Linked DNA regions of Ovis aries: region 1 is linked to region 2. Evidence: chromatin contacts called from public Hi-C data. All regions are on one chromosome and are shown on one strand. The core of a region is the stretch at or near the end of the contact, and the rest is flanking DNA. Distances in the headings are between cores, read along the strand shown. Region 1 has its middle 65 kb from the start of SYPL1. Region 2 overlaps ATXN7L1 (ataxin 7 like 1).

The links. A called contact is a pair of places that touch in the nucleus more often than the background predicts.
Region 1: a contact with region 2 is called in a Hi-C map of hypothalamus, with 5 times the contacts expected there. The contact joins two enhancer-like sites. A contact is called at or near these places in 13 of 16 Hi-C or Micro-C datasets (blood, hypothalamus, liver and 7 more).

What each region holds. Positions count from the first base shown.
Region 1 is chr4:48,627,068-48,630,308 of ARS-UI_Ramb_v3.0, reverse strand. No RefSeq gene overlaps it. Among named protein-coding and RNA genes, the nearest start is that of SYPL1, 65 kb to the left of the region's middle. Within about 2 kb of position 1,893, at least 16 of the 54 cell types and tissues checked have an H3K27ac peak or open chromatin away from gene starts, as enhancers often do. A contact at or near this core is called in hypothalamus, where this site is marked.
Region 2 is chr4:48,247,645-48,250,758 of ARS-UI_Ramb_v3.0, reverse strand. All of the region lies in intron 3 of ATXN7L1 (ataxin 7 like 1), which reads left to right. Among named protein-coding and RNA genes, the nearest start is that of TRNAG-UCC, 52 kb to the left of the region's middle. Within about 2 kb of position 1,723, at least 7 of the 54 cell types and tissues checked have an H3K27ac peak or open chromatin away from gene starts, as enhancers often do. A contact at or near this core is called in hypothalamus, where this site is marked.

The DNA of each region.
Region 1 (3,241 bases), core at 644-3,143, 380 kb before region 2:
CTGTCACTGTTTCCATTGTTTCCCCATGTATTTGCCATGAAGTGATGGGACCGGAGGCCATGATCTTATTTTTTTGTATGTTGAGTTTTAAGCCAGATTTTTCAGTCTCTTCTTTCACCTTCATTAAGAGGCTCTTTTGGTCCTCTTCACTTTCTGCCATAAGGGTAGTGTCATCTGCATATCTGAGGTTATTGATATTTCTCCTGGCAGTCTTGATTCCAGCTTGTCCTTCATCCAGCCTGCCATTTCACATGATGTACGCTGGATATAAGTTAAATAAGCAGGGTGACAATATACAGCCTTGATGTACTCCTTTCCCAATTTGAACCAGTCATTGTTCTATGTCCAGTTCTACCTGTTGCTTCTTGACCTTCATACAGGTTTCTCAGGAGGCAGGTAAGGTGGTCTGGTATTCCCATCTTTTTAAGAATATTCCACAGTTTGTTGCGATCCATGTAGTCAAAGGCTTTAGCATAGTCAGTGAAGCAGAAGTAGATGTTTTTTCTGGAATTCTCTTGCTTTTTCTATGACTCAACAGATGTTGGCAATTTGATCTTTGGTTCCTCTGCCTTTTCTAAATCCAGCTTAAACATCTGAAATTTTTGGTTCACATACTGTTGAAGCCTAGGTTGGAGAATTTTGAGCATTGTTTTGCTAGCATGTCAAATGAGTGCAATTGTACAGTACTTTGATTATTCTTAGGTATTGCCCTTCTTTGGGATTTGAATGGAAACTGACATTTTCCAGTCCTGTGGCCACTGCTGAGTTTTCCAAATTTGCTGGCATATTGAGTGCAGCACTTTCACAGCATCATCTTTTAGGGTTTGAAATAGCTTATTTTCCCAGGGCCATGAGCTCACCTGAAGACAGGGCCATCTAGTTATCTCAAAGACTTCAGAAAAATCCAAGCAACCCTGTAGAATTGTCCATTTCTGGGAGACTAAGAGTCATAAAGCAGGCAGTGATATGCTGGGTGTTGAGGTTAAGCAAGGCTGGGCTTGTCAGAGAGACAGATGAAGAGGACTATCTCAGGAGCATCACCCTAAGCAGCCACAACTCCTTCCCTTGTGTGGTCACCACTCAAAGAAATTCCTCCCCACGGCTCCTTGGAGACTCCTGCCCTTTGGCTTTGTGCCTCCAGGCTTGTGATGGCATTAAAAGTGCTGCTCCTTGTCACTAGGCTCTTGTGGTTCTAAGTGTGGTGGAGGTAGCTCTGAGGAGTGACTAGATCCCTCATCCTGTGGTCCTGCCACATGGGTCCTATCTGAATTCCTGCCCTCAGAAACTGGATTTGAGGAAATCCCATAACATGAGTTAAGGAAAACTGGGGAGAGGGAAAGGTCAAGAAGCCAAAGGAGAGCCCCAAGACACAGGCAGACATTGTCACATTCCCCCATCCTGTTATCATTCCTGGTATCAGGGTGAATGGGCTCACAGGGTTCACCAAGTCACTGAAGGAAGACACATGCTCCTGGGCTCCAGGCAGAGGAGATGTGCAGGCATTACCCGGAGCGTTGTGATGCCTCCTGGGAGGCGGTGGTAGAGAGGAAGCCTCAGTCTGCATGAACATGAGCTTGGGTGTAGCCCCTCCTGCTGGGAGAGGAGGCTTGGTACCAGCTAGCTGACTAACGCCATAATGCAGGGAGAGCTTCCAGGGACTCATTCCAGGGCTCCCGCCCTTTGCACTGTGACCTGCGGGCAGCTGCACACTCATTAGCATTCATGTCTGCCTCTGGCACAGCCCACTGAACACCAGCCAGCTGGCTGAGACCCTTCGTGTGCAAAGAGTCTGTGTCGTGCAAGAGTTCAGATAGTCTTGCGTGTGTACTGATGGCCTCAGCTGTAACTGCCGTTCACACCAAGAGCTGAGACTCTGTGACTGGACTCACGCCAGTCTTTGCAATGTGCACTTGGAGTAGACCGGGAGAAGCCAGAGCAGGAGACAGAGCAGCTTTCCCTTGCTGCTCTCACAGAGATTTGGTTGTGACATTTCATTCTGTGTTGTTCTATCATTTTATTTTCTTGAGGTGAAACAAACATCTGGTGCACAGATCTTCATACATTTTAAATGCCTCTCCCAGCCTCTGCACTGTAGTAACGCCGCCCCTTTCCTTCCCGCATGTTCATTTGAATATGAACTTAATGGACGCTAAATAAGTCAGCAGAGTTGCTGTTTTTCATGCGGTTGAGCAGATGTGTTTCTGAGGAAATGTGCTTGTATGGGCAACCTCAGCCTCTCCACCCAGACAGACCGCAGGCACAGCCAGCCTCTGGCACCCAGGAGAGTGCTCCAGCCACCTATCTGAGGGAATTGAAAGTGTAAATGGCACCCAGCCCTCTCTGTAAAGTTTCCTCCTCCCCCCACCCTCTCCCTTCCTCTGTATGCTAAGGACCCTGGGGTTCTTCAGTAAAGAAGGGACGCCCCTGCCCTCGAGTGGTACCGACCAGTCCAGTGCTGAAAAAATCATCTGTCCTCAACAGAAGTGATGGATTAAAAGCAGGGATTGATCTTTCAAGTTCCACCCTAAGTTCCAGCACTTTAGGAGATTCCTGGAAAAGCAGGACAGGCTAGGGAATGCTCCGGGTTGACTCATCCTCGGGTTGAAAAATTCTCGCCTAAAGTCTGACATTCCGTGTCTAAGACTTGAGAAGACTCGTGGAGGTTCTTGAGGGCAGCTAAAAGCTGGAGCAATCAGCTGGGCTGGCTTTGTCCCCTCTCCCCTACAAAGGACTGTTGCTGAAGCTGTGTTGTGATGGACCCTGGTGTGTGTGTGTGTGTGTGTGTGTGTGTGTGTGTGTGTGTGTGTCTGTGTGTCTGTGTGTTTTGCTCAGTTGTATCTGACTCTTTGAAACCCCATGGACTATAGCCTTCCAGGCTCCTCTGTTCATGGGATTTTTTCAGGCAACAATATTGGAGTGGGTTACCATTTTCCTCCTCCAGGGAATCTTCCCGACCCAGGGATAGAACCCACATCTCCTTCACTCCTGAATTGCAGGCAGATTCTTTACCCGCTGAGCAGTCAGGGAAGCCACATGCAACCTGGGCTCAGGCACAAAGCAGCCACAAGCTGGGCATGGGCTTTCCGGGTGTCTGTCTTCCCAGTCAGGCAAGGGTTCCCAGCATCAGGTGCAGCTGGATGTGGGAGAGAGACAGAGCTCCCAGACTGAGCCTGGCCCTGCTTGCTGTAGTCACCTAGCCCTCTCTGGACTTTCCTCTCCTCATCTACATGGCAAAGGGGTT
Region 2 (3,114 bases), core at 474-2,973:
GGGGAGAGGCTGAGCCGAGAAGGCTAGTAACCGTGGGCCTTCGCATCTGCAGAGGACACTGTCAGTTTTAGATGCCTTCATGGGCATTCGTGCCTTTGTGCTACTCCGTTTTGAGCCTCAAGGCTGCTCGGTGATGAGATGAGAAGTCCAAGGTAATGAAGAGTTGGGCCTGAGATGACGCACACAGAGCTGGACAGGGGTGGAGCTGGAGCTATGCTAAAGAGCCCTGCCCTTAAAGCACCCTGAAGTCAAGCCCCCTTGCTACCCTTCACTTTGCTGAATTAGTGTCCTGGGCCAACCTTTCTAAGCCTTAGGTTCCTCATCTATAAACTGTGGGTGAGGACGAAATATGACCTCCCGTGCGTGGGCACAGCCTACCACCCAGCGCCTAGCAGTGCTCAGTGTGTGCATGGCAAGGGTGAGTGAGGTGCTGTGTGTAAGGGATGGGGGGAGGTCAGCACCCCCCCCCCCATCTTTGTCATCTCAGTGGTTCCTCTACCAAGAATAGAAGCAGCTGGTCCTTTCCTGAAGCATTTGTACTGGTGTAGAGCTGGTCCGTGTTGTCTTGTGTTATATGATTTAACTTTCGTTGCAAAGATTGGCCCATTCATCAAACAATGATTGGGCCAAGTGCTAAATAGTATATATATATATATATATATATATATATATATATATATATATATCTGGGATAACTGGAGTGATGAATACATTTGGTTCAAGTCCCTGTCCTCAGGTAGCTCATGGTCTGGCCAGGTCTCAGGGTCATAGAACTAAAACCTTGCTCTTTGATGTGATAAGTATGGCAGAAACACCAAGGAAGGCAGAGCCAGCGCTGAGAGAGGAGAGGACCCGACAACCGCATGAAGGCAGATGGGGGCGTGTTCACCCCGAGGAGGAAGGCGGGCCCAGCAGCAGAAGGAACCGCCCACCCGCCGCAAGGCCCAGAGCCAGGCAGACGCACAGTGTTCAAGGAGCAGAGCTCCTGGAGGCTGTGGGAGAAGGTGCCGAGGGCGGGAGCCGTGTGGGGCCAGCTGTGAGGGTGGACTTGGTCCGCTGGGCAGTGGGTAGCCCTCAGAGCCCTCTAAGCAGCAGGATAGCAGGGTCGGATTTGCACTGGTGGAGACAACTTGAGCACAGGGAGCGGCTAGATGGAAGGTCTGATGATAGGATTTTGATCCAGATTCTGGCAAGCAGTGAGGACAGTGATGACATTGAAGTAACGCAGAAAGGAGATGTTGATAGCGTAGAATTTTTTAAAAACACAAACTGTATTTAATCGGGGGCAAAGCATCTCCTGAGTTTGCTATAGATCAGTGTGAAGACTCAACTCTTGAAGGTTTAAACAAAATGTGCTTGCCATTCTGGATGGAGGTGGTTTGTTGTGGGACTGCCTGCCCAGTGCTGGATTCCAACACGAAGAAGGAGGAATAGGAAAGACGCTTCCTGGGGAAGTGCCGCTGCGAAGGAAGCTGGGAGCAGAGGCTGGAGCGCTGACAGTAGCCAGGGATGCTATGCTCAGAACAAGCTTCCTGAAAGCACAGGCTGGGGGCCTGGGCCCTGGTCCCTGCTCCCCTCCTTCCCTGGCAAGGGCACGGAAGATGTTCTTTGAAAGTCCTGTCTCTCCAAGTCAGTGTTGGCCGCAGGGCTTGAGCCAGGCCGTGACCGTGGTGGTGTGCTGTCTGTGGAAGGCCCGGCAAGGGCAGGCTGGACGGCTTTTAGCTCCAGCAGCGGGAGCTGGTGACCTCTGGTGGCTGCAGGCGGAAGCGCGCCCACTGGCCACTCCTGAGCAAAGCCTGGCTGCTCTGGGGGCTCCATTCCGCCCTGCAGTATGCTCCCTCCAGAATCCGCCTGATTCCTGATCTCTTCCATCTCAGATCCTGCCCTCAAAGTCCCTTGATACCGTCCATGCCTTGCTGTGAATTTCACTAGGTACTCATTTTCATTGTGAGGCTCCTCATTCTCATATATAGCAGGAAAGGCACTGAGCAGGTATGGTTGTTTGATCTGGGCTTGTCTTAAATTTCTCTGGGACTTATCACCCGAGGCAGCACCCCTGCAGGCAGGCCAGTCTCCAGTGCACTCCGGAGACAGCCTGTCCAGCTTTGTGTACCCTACATGCCAGGACTCTGTTTTCCCTTCGTTATCTTCCTCTTTCCTGATTGCTGATTTTTCCCGTGATCTTGGAGCATCACGACTTCCCAGGAATGTCAGCACATTAAGTGCCTGTTGATCTCTCATTGGGTCTGGAGACTACCTCCTAAGCTCCTTGCCTTGGGAACCCCTGCTTAACAGAAGTGCCAGAGACACTAACAGAGGCTGATGCTGGGACTTCTTGCTTCTAGGGAATCTGGAGCAGCCTAGAAAGGGGCACATGCTGTTCTTCCGGAGGAAGAAATTTTAGGGCCATCACAGAGATCCCCACCGCCTCACACACTTCAGGGTTGCAGAAGACAACATGTTCATATGAGAGGAGACTGGAGTTCCTCTCACTCTTGTAGAATATGTATCCATGTGGGAACTTTTACCACTAGTCCAGGCTTGGGCAGTACCTAGGAGACTGGGTTGGAGAAAGTAGGTGGGATTGCAAAGCAGGACCAAGGGCTCCTGGAAAGGGATCAAGTCTGTAAAGGCTTCTTACTCAGCTCTGTCTTTTCCCTTTGCCACCGCCAGGAAATGGTCCTCCACTCTGGGTGAATATGGAGGGCCAGTTGCTCCCACTCAACTTCTTTTCCTGCCTTCTCCTCCTCTTCATCCACCCCCTCTCTCCATTGTGGGACCAGAAGACTCAAAGAGGACAAAAAGTTCTGACGGTGACAATGACTTGCACACAGACATCTACCCCAGAAGCATCAGGGTCCGTGGGGGTGGTGTCTCTCCTTCTTGTTTTAGCTACAGTTTATTGAGGGTCAACTATGTGCCCAGGGACTAAGCTAAGCACTTTATACATATTATCTCAGTTAATTACTTCAGATATCTATCATGATCTTCATTTTACTGATAAGGAAACTGAGGCCTGAGTTCAGTTCAGTTCAGTTCAGTCGCTCAGTCGTGTCCGACTCTTTGCGACCCCATGAATCGCAGCACACCAGGCCTCCCTGTCCATCACCAGCT